Linked DNA regions of Sus scrofa: region 2 is linked to region 1. A link is a contact called in public Hi-C data. All regions are on one chromosome and are shown on one strand. The core of a region is the stretch at or near the end of the contact, and the rest is flanking DNA. Distances in the headings are between cores, read along the strand shown. Region 1 holds the start of MLLT1 (protein ENL). Region 2 overlaps MLLT1 (protein ENL).

Region 1 (3,159 bases), core at 653-3,152:
TCCCACCCCACCCTCAACCCCTGCACCCCGACTGCCACACAGCGCCTCACCAGACAGGGCCGCCAGAGTGGCGCCAGCAGCGAGGGACGCCCCAACCTGCCCTCACTAACGCTCACGGCGGAGATTTCAGCTGCCACCCCCACAGCCCCACACCGACTTTCCTGGCCTGGCGCCCCCGCTTCAGGGGCAGCAGGGAAGGATGAAGAGGTAAATGAGCCAATGGTCCTGGGCTTGAGGAGGCGAAGGGGCTTGGGTACCAGAGAGGAGAATGACCTGGGTTTTACCAGGATTGGCTCTGGCTTTCCAGATCAAAGGGAGAGGGGCTGTGGGGAGAGTTTATGGAGGCTGGGGAACACCCAAGGTTTGCAGCAAGGTTCTTGGTGGAGGCTCCAAGATGCTGGCGAAGGCAGGGGAAATGGGGTGTGCTGAGGGAAAGGGCAGTGGTCAATGCCACAGCATCAAACTGGTGGATGGTGGGAGGAAGGGGGTGATCCTGAACCTAAGAAGAGAAACAGGGGTTCTGAAGAGACTGGGCCTGTGAAGAGAGGACAACTGAGGTCAGAGGAGACAGATCAAGGAGCTCAACACTGGTGGGGAAAAAAGTAGGGAAGCAAAAAAATCAGAGTCACAGAGGCAAAGAAGGCTCAAGCTGAGAGAAGTAAGGCATTTGGTGTCAAGGGTGTTAGAGCTCCAGGTCAGAGCAGAAATGGCCCATGGGCCCGATCACAGAGAAGATCTGAAGGTGAAGACACAGCCCCTTGGGTCCAAGGGAGAGTGACCAGGGCCTGAAACCCTGAAGCAGCAGAGTGAGTCAAAGATCTGAAGAAGCAAGCCTAGGTCCAAAAAGGGGGATGTTCAATGCAGGCCTGGCTCCTGATGGGAAAAGGGTCTGAGGAGAAAGTGATGCTCAGGCTGAGACAGGGGCAGGATCAGAGGGGAGAGAGGGCTCAGGCCTGAAAAAGGACTAGAGGACAGGTTAGGGTGGGCCTGGGTTCAAGAAAGGAAGAGGCTGCAGATCAAGGTCCCAGGAGTTCTGGGGAGACTCAAACCCCAGCAAAGGCTGAATGATTAGAAGAGGCAGCAGGCTGGGGGGCTCAGGAAGTTTGAGGGGACCGGGGGCCAAGGGTCCAGAGGAGGAAGGAGACACCAACCAGCCCTAGGTTCAGAGAGGAACGGGGGACTGACCGGATCTGAGGAATGAAGGGTCCCCTGCGGGGAGGGAGGCTGCGGGAATTCAAGAATGGGCGGGGGTGCCAAGAGAGGTCCCAGGGGACTCCGGGTCGGAATGGAATCACAAGGGGCGTCCCAGGGGGATGTGGGCCAGGCCGGGGTCCCGAAGAGCGTCCCAAAGGGTTCTGGGCTAAAGCGGGGTCACAAGGGACGTCCCACGGGGATCTGGGACGGACCGGGGCTCCGAGGGCAGTCCCAGGGGGCTCTGGGCAGCGGGAGACCGGGGCTTCCAGGGTAGTCCGAGGCGCTTTGACCCGCTGAGGGTCGCAGGTGGGGGAAGGGCGCCCCCGCCCCACATAAAGGCCGGGGGAGCAGTGGGCGCGCACAAAGCAGGGCGGGCGGGCGCCGAGCGGGGGCGGGGAGGACAGGACCGAGGAGGGCCGGGCCAGGCGGGCGGGGAAGGGAGGGAGGGAGGGAGGGAGGGGGCCGGGCGGGCGGCGCGGGCTGCGCGGCCGTTCCTCACCTGATTGTCCATGGCTGGCGCCCCGCCCCGCCCCCGGGCCCCGCGTCGCTCGCCGCCGCCGCCGCTCAGCGCCTCCCCGCCGCCCTCATTGTGTGTCAGGCGCCGCCGCCGCCGCTCCCGGCCGCCCGCCCGCCCGCCAGCCCCGCGGAACCGGAAACCACCGCCAGCCCGGGTCGCGCACCGACCGCGGGCCCCCGCCGCCGACTCGGGCCCGCCGCCCCGACAGACAGGCTCCTGGGCCAATTGGCAGGGCGGACGGCCTCTTGAGGGGTGGGACTTCCGGCCTGGCGGGGGCCTGCCGGGCCGCGGTCGGAGGGACGAAGCCCGCAGCCAATGGGAGACCCGGACCGGAGGGGCGGGAGGAGGCAGGGAGGGAGGCGCGAGGCGAGCCCCGCAGAGGGGAGCGCGAGGTGTGCGCCGCACGTGGAGGGGGGCGGGGGCGGGACGGGCGCGCCGCGCCTGCGCACTGTGGCCCGCAGGGGGCGCTGCTTAGAGCCCGGAGCATTCCTGGGCCGAGCCTCCCCAGGCGGCGGTAGCCTTGGTGGAGGGTTCGGGGTCTGGGGAGGGATCTCCAGGGACAATTTTGTTTCCTGGCCACGTGTTGCTACTGTGTGATGGAATGACCCTGGTCTCTGGAACTGCAGATTAATTTTCCAATCTTGGATCTACATCATGGCCCACCTGGTCATCTCCCTTCTTCCCTTGAGTCTCAATTTGCATCCATAAAATGGGGACCATCAAGATACAGTGTGATGCTAGTTCACGCTAATTTGAATGATACAGATCAGAATCTGCTACGTAAACAAGAGGCTCTCATTTTATCCACGAGATTTATCATCCCGGTCCGTCCAAAACCCCATCTTTAATTTCCCCACTATGACATGCTTTCACCACGACTTGTAAACTGTGTTTAGATCGGTCTTAAACATATTGCCCCATCTTTTTTGGATCTTGTAAGCCACTTGTCTCTTGGGCATTCTGCCTGGGATTTGGGGTCCCTTATGCAGTTATTTAAAATCCCTTCTTATAATTAAAAATCAGGGGTTTGGGGAGTTGCCACTGCGGCTCAGTGAGTTAAGAATCAACATAGTGTCTGTGAGGATGTGTGGGGTTGGGTCCCTGGCATCGCTCAGTGGGTTAAGGATTGCGCATTGCTGCAAGCTTCAACATAGGTCACAGATGACATTCAGATCTGGCATTGCTGTGACTGGCGTAGGCTGGCAGCTGTGTAGCTCCAGATGGAACCCTAGCCAGGGAACTTCTATATGCTGCAGGTTTGTCCTTTAAGAAAGAAAATCGGGGGGGGGGTGTTGTTTGGCTTCTTTTCCCCCACTCCACTCCTCATTTAAGTATCAGGCAAGGCTTCATTATGTGTTCTGGCTGGTGCTTTGCACTGAGGAACAGCACCAGAAAATTGGTAACTTTGAGAAGATGAAAGTAAGTCCACACAAATACTCTGAAGAGGG
Region 2 (3,105 bases), core at 231-2,730, 43 kb before region 1:
ATTTAAAGAATTATTAATTTATTAATTCTAGATATGAAGATACTGCATTAGGTTTGGGTTTTTTAAAAGTCTTATCTTTTTACAGACACAGATTAATATTAATATTACTTTAAACTAATATTTACAGGAGTTCCCATTGTGGCTCAGCGGTAATGAATGCAGCTAGTGTCCATGAGGACGTGGGGTTTGATGCCTGGCCTCGCTCAGTGGGTTAAGGATCCAGACATGGCTCAGATCTGGTGTTGCTGTGGCTGTGGTGTAGGCTGGCAGCTGTAGCTCCAATGTGACCCCTAACCTGGGAACTTCCATGTGCCACATGTGAGGGCCTAAAAAAAAAAATTAATATTTGCACAAAGGGGCAAAATAATTAAACAAACATCCTCTCTTAGATTAAACTTCTAGTCCATGTGCCTCTCTCTCCCTTGACTTAGTAAAAACCAAGAGAAAGTTAATGACATTAGGTACATGCAGAAGTCATTTTATGTATGTATGTATGTACGTACGTATGTAGTTGCAAAAGTCATTTTTTTTTTGGTGGAGCCTACGGTTCACAGAAGTTCCCTGGCTAGGAACTGAACCCTTGCCACGGCAGTGACAATCAAGGCACTGTGCAAAAGTCATTTTAGATTGAGTGGTTCCAGGAACAAGACTTGCTGATTGCCATGGTGATGGCATCCCCGTGTGAAGAGTATGTACGATACCCAAGCAGGCTGCTTCACGTAGGACAAGGACTGCTACCAGAGGCCATGTTTATCTGACAGGTACACACACTGTACAGGGAAGAACAACAGTGGCTCAGGGTGAAAGGAGGAGGACTATGCAGGGTGGGGTATCTGATATTTTTTTTTGCCCAGTAAAAATACCTATTAAAATTTTTTAAATTAATATTTACAGATTAAAAAAAAAAAAAAAAAAGGATGCCTATGACCTGATTCAAAATATCCTGGGAGCAGAGAAGAAAACAGCACACTCCACAGGTGAGTAACAGCTGAAGTTGGGTCATGGGGGCTGTGACGGTTTGCTCTGCTGGCCTCTTTACTTCTATATATATTTTTTTGGTTTTCTATATTTAAAAGTTTAAACACACATGCTCGGCCCCACCCCAGGCTTGCTCATAGCTTCGCATTCAAGCACCTACTGACTACCTATGAGTTGACTCTATCCTGGTACTGGGGAAAGGGGGCAGGCAGGCCCAGTGCCACCCTTCAGCTCTGTCCCCCAGGATCCTCTGTGGCCACAGGGCCACGCGCCACCCCACCACCAGCAGCCCTCACCAGCCTTCCCTGGGGCCAGCTGCTGTTGCAACAGGCTTTATGAGGCACCCTATTTCATCCGCCAAAGCTCTAAGCATCAGTCACTGCTCTCACCACCTGTCAGGAGAGGAAACTGAGGTCTCATGGTATTTAATCACTTGCCAAGGCCACACAGAACCACACTGCAGTCCCGGTCATGTGCAGGGCCCTACTCTTCCTGCACACATAGCTCCTCAAGCCCAGCCCACTGGTCCCTGGCCCATGGCCAACTGGAACAGGGTGCTTTCCTGCCCAGGAAAGAGAGCAAAGGAATAAACATGGAAAAATACATCTGAAAGCAAACACCTGAAATTCCACTTCCAAGATCGAGTCTACCGACCTAGTAAACAAAAGCTCGGGGAGGGCCACTGAGGCGGCTTACAGCAGCGACAGTGCCACTCAGCAGGGGCAGTCATAGCTCATCTGAGCTACAGGGCACCTACACAGACAGCACAGGCACTCGGCAGGTCCATGTACTGACAGAGGAAGGCCCACAGGTGTTTAGTTTAAAACTGCACTTCTGTCTCCCTCCCTCTCCCTTTCTCTGTGTCTGTCTCTGTCTCTGCCTCTGTCTCTCTCTCTCACACACACACACAGAAAAAAATGTTGTTTCTTGGAGTTCCCATCGTGGTGCAGTGGTTAACGAATCCGACTAGGAACCATGAGGTTGCGGGTTCGGTCCCTGCCCTTGCTCAGTGGGTTAACGATCCGGCGTTGCCGTGAGCTGTGGTGTAGGTCGCAGACGCGGCTCGGATCCCGCGTTGCTGTGGCTCTGGCGTAGGCCGGTGGCTACAGCTCCGATTAGACCCCTAGCCTGGGAACCTCCATATGCCGCGGGAGCGGCCCAAGAAATAGCAACAACAACAACAAAAGACAAAAAAAAAAAAAAAAAAAAAATGTTGTTTCTTGGAGTTCCCTGGTGGCTCAGTGGGTTAGGGATCCAGCATTGTCATTGCTGTGGCTCAGGCCATTGTCGTGTCGCAGGTTTGATCCCTGGCTTGGAAATTCTGCATGCTGTGGGCATGGGACCAAAACAAAGCTGTTTCTGGAAGGTTACTGATAGTGGTTAGAGTGGCTACTTCAAGAAGTAGACTGAGGAAGTGGCTTTAATTCCTTGCAACCCACATATATCACCCTTTACAGTTAGAAGAGAAAAACTTAAAAAGTGTTAAGAAAAGGGCGACGTGGGCTGGAAACCATAGGCTTTGGGGCCTGAGGTCTCCCGGATGCCAAAGCAGCTTCACTGCTGTCTTGCTTTGTGACACTGGACCTGCCACTTGACCTCGCTGAATCTTGGCAAGAGAAAAGAAAACCACAGGGTTCTGGGTGCAAAGGGAAGGTGGCAGCAGACTATGATTCTGGCTGGCAGCAAGAAGTGGGTGGCCCCTGCTGGGCCCTCCCTGCCTCTGAGCCTGCTCTGCCCAGGCCAGGAGGATGCGCCACCATGAACTCAGACCTGCCTGGGTCAGGTGCATGGGGACGGTCACCAGAGCACTGTGGGTCACAGCCAGAGACGCTTGTCAGTATGGGGCTATGTCTGGATGTCGGGGGTGCCAGGGACATTTTCTTTCTTTGAAAATGGACCTTTAACTCTTGAACATAATGGTCCATGCCCACTGAGAGGTACTCAGAGGGAACACAGTGGCCGAGGAGGCGGACTTTGGAAAGCGCTGGCTGCTGTACTTGCTGGGTAACATCAAGCAGGTTATGTTACCAGCTCCTGCCTCAGTTTCCTCACCTGTGAAATGGGGTAACAGACCACACCACATACGAGCACTCATCATTCCACACGGATGTGGAAAAGTTCCAAGCC

Evidence for each region. A called contact is a pair of places that touch in the nucleus more often than the background predicts.
Region 2: a Hi-C map of liver shows a contact between it and region 1, with 2.9 times the contacts expected there. The contact joins the enhancer-like site here to the promoter of MLLT1 in region 1. A contact is called at or near these places in 2 of 5 promoter capture datasets (fetal liver and liver), 13 of 47 Hi-C or Micro-C datasets (adipose tissue, blood, brain and 7 more) and 2 of 2 datasets of contacts at active chromatin or transcription factors (alveolar macrophages and skeletal muscle).

What each region holds. Positions count from the first base shown.
Region 1 is chr2:72,779,693-72,782,851 of Sscrofa11.1, reverse strand. It overlaps MLLT1 (protein ENL), which reads right to left and starts at 1,902. Exons shown (of 11, transcript XM_021083993.1): 1 at 1,694-1,902. The coding sequence starts at 1,705.
Region 2 is chr2:72,822,011-72,825,115 of Sscrofa11.1, reverse strand. All of the region lies in intron 3 of MLLT1 (protein ENL), which reads right to left. It overlaps LOC110259353 (a long non-coding RNA gene), which reads left to right. Exons shown (of 3, transcript XR_002341684.1): 2 at 895-977. Among named protein-coding and RNA genes, the nearest start is that of MLLT1, 43 kb to the right of the region's middle. Within about 2 kb of position 1,480, at least 17 of the 83 cell types and tissues checked have an H3K27ac peak or open chromatin away from gene starts, as enhancers often do. A contact at or near this core is called in alveolar macrophages, fetal liver, liver and 2 more, where this site is marked.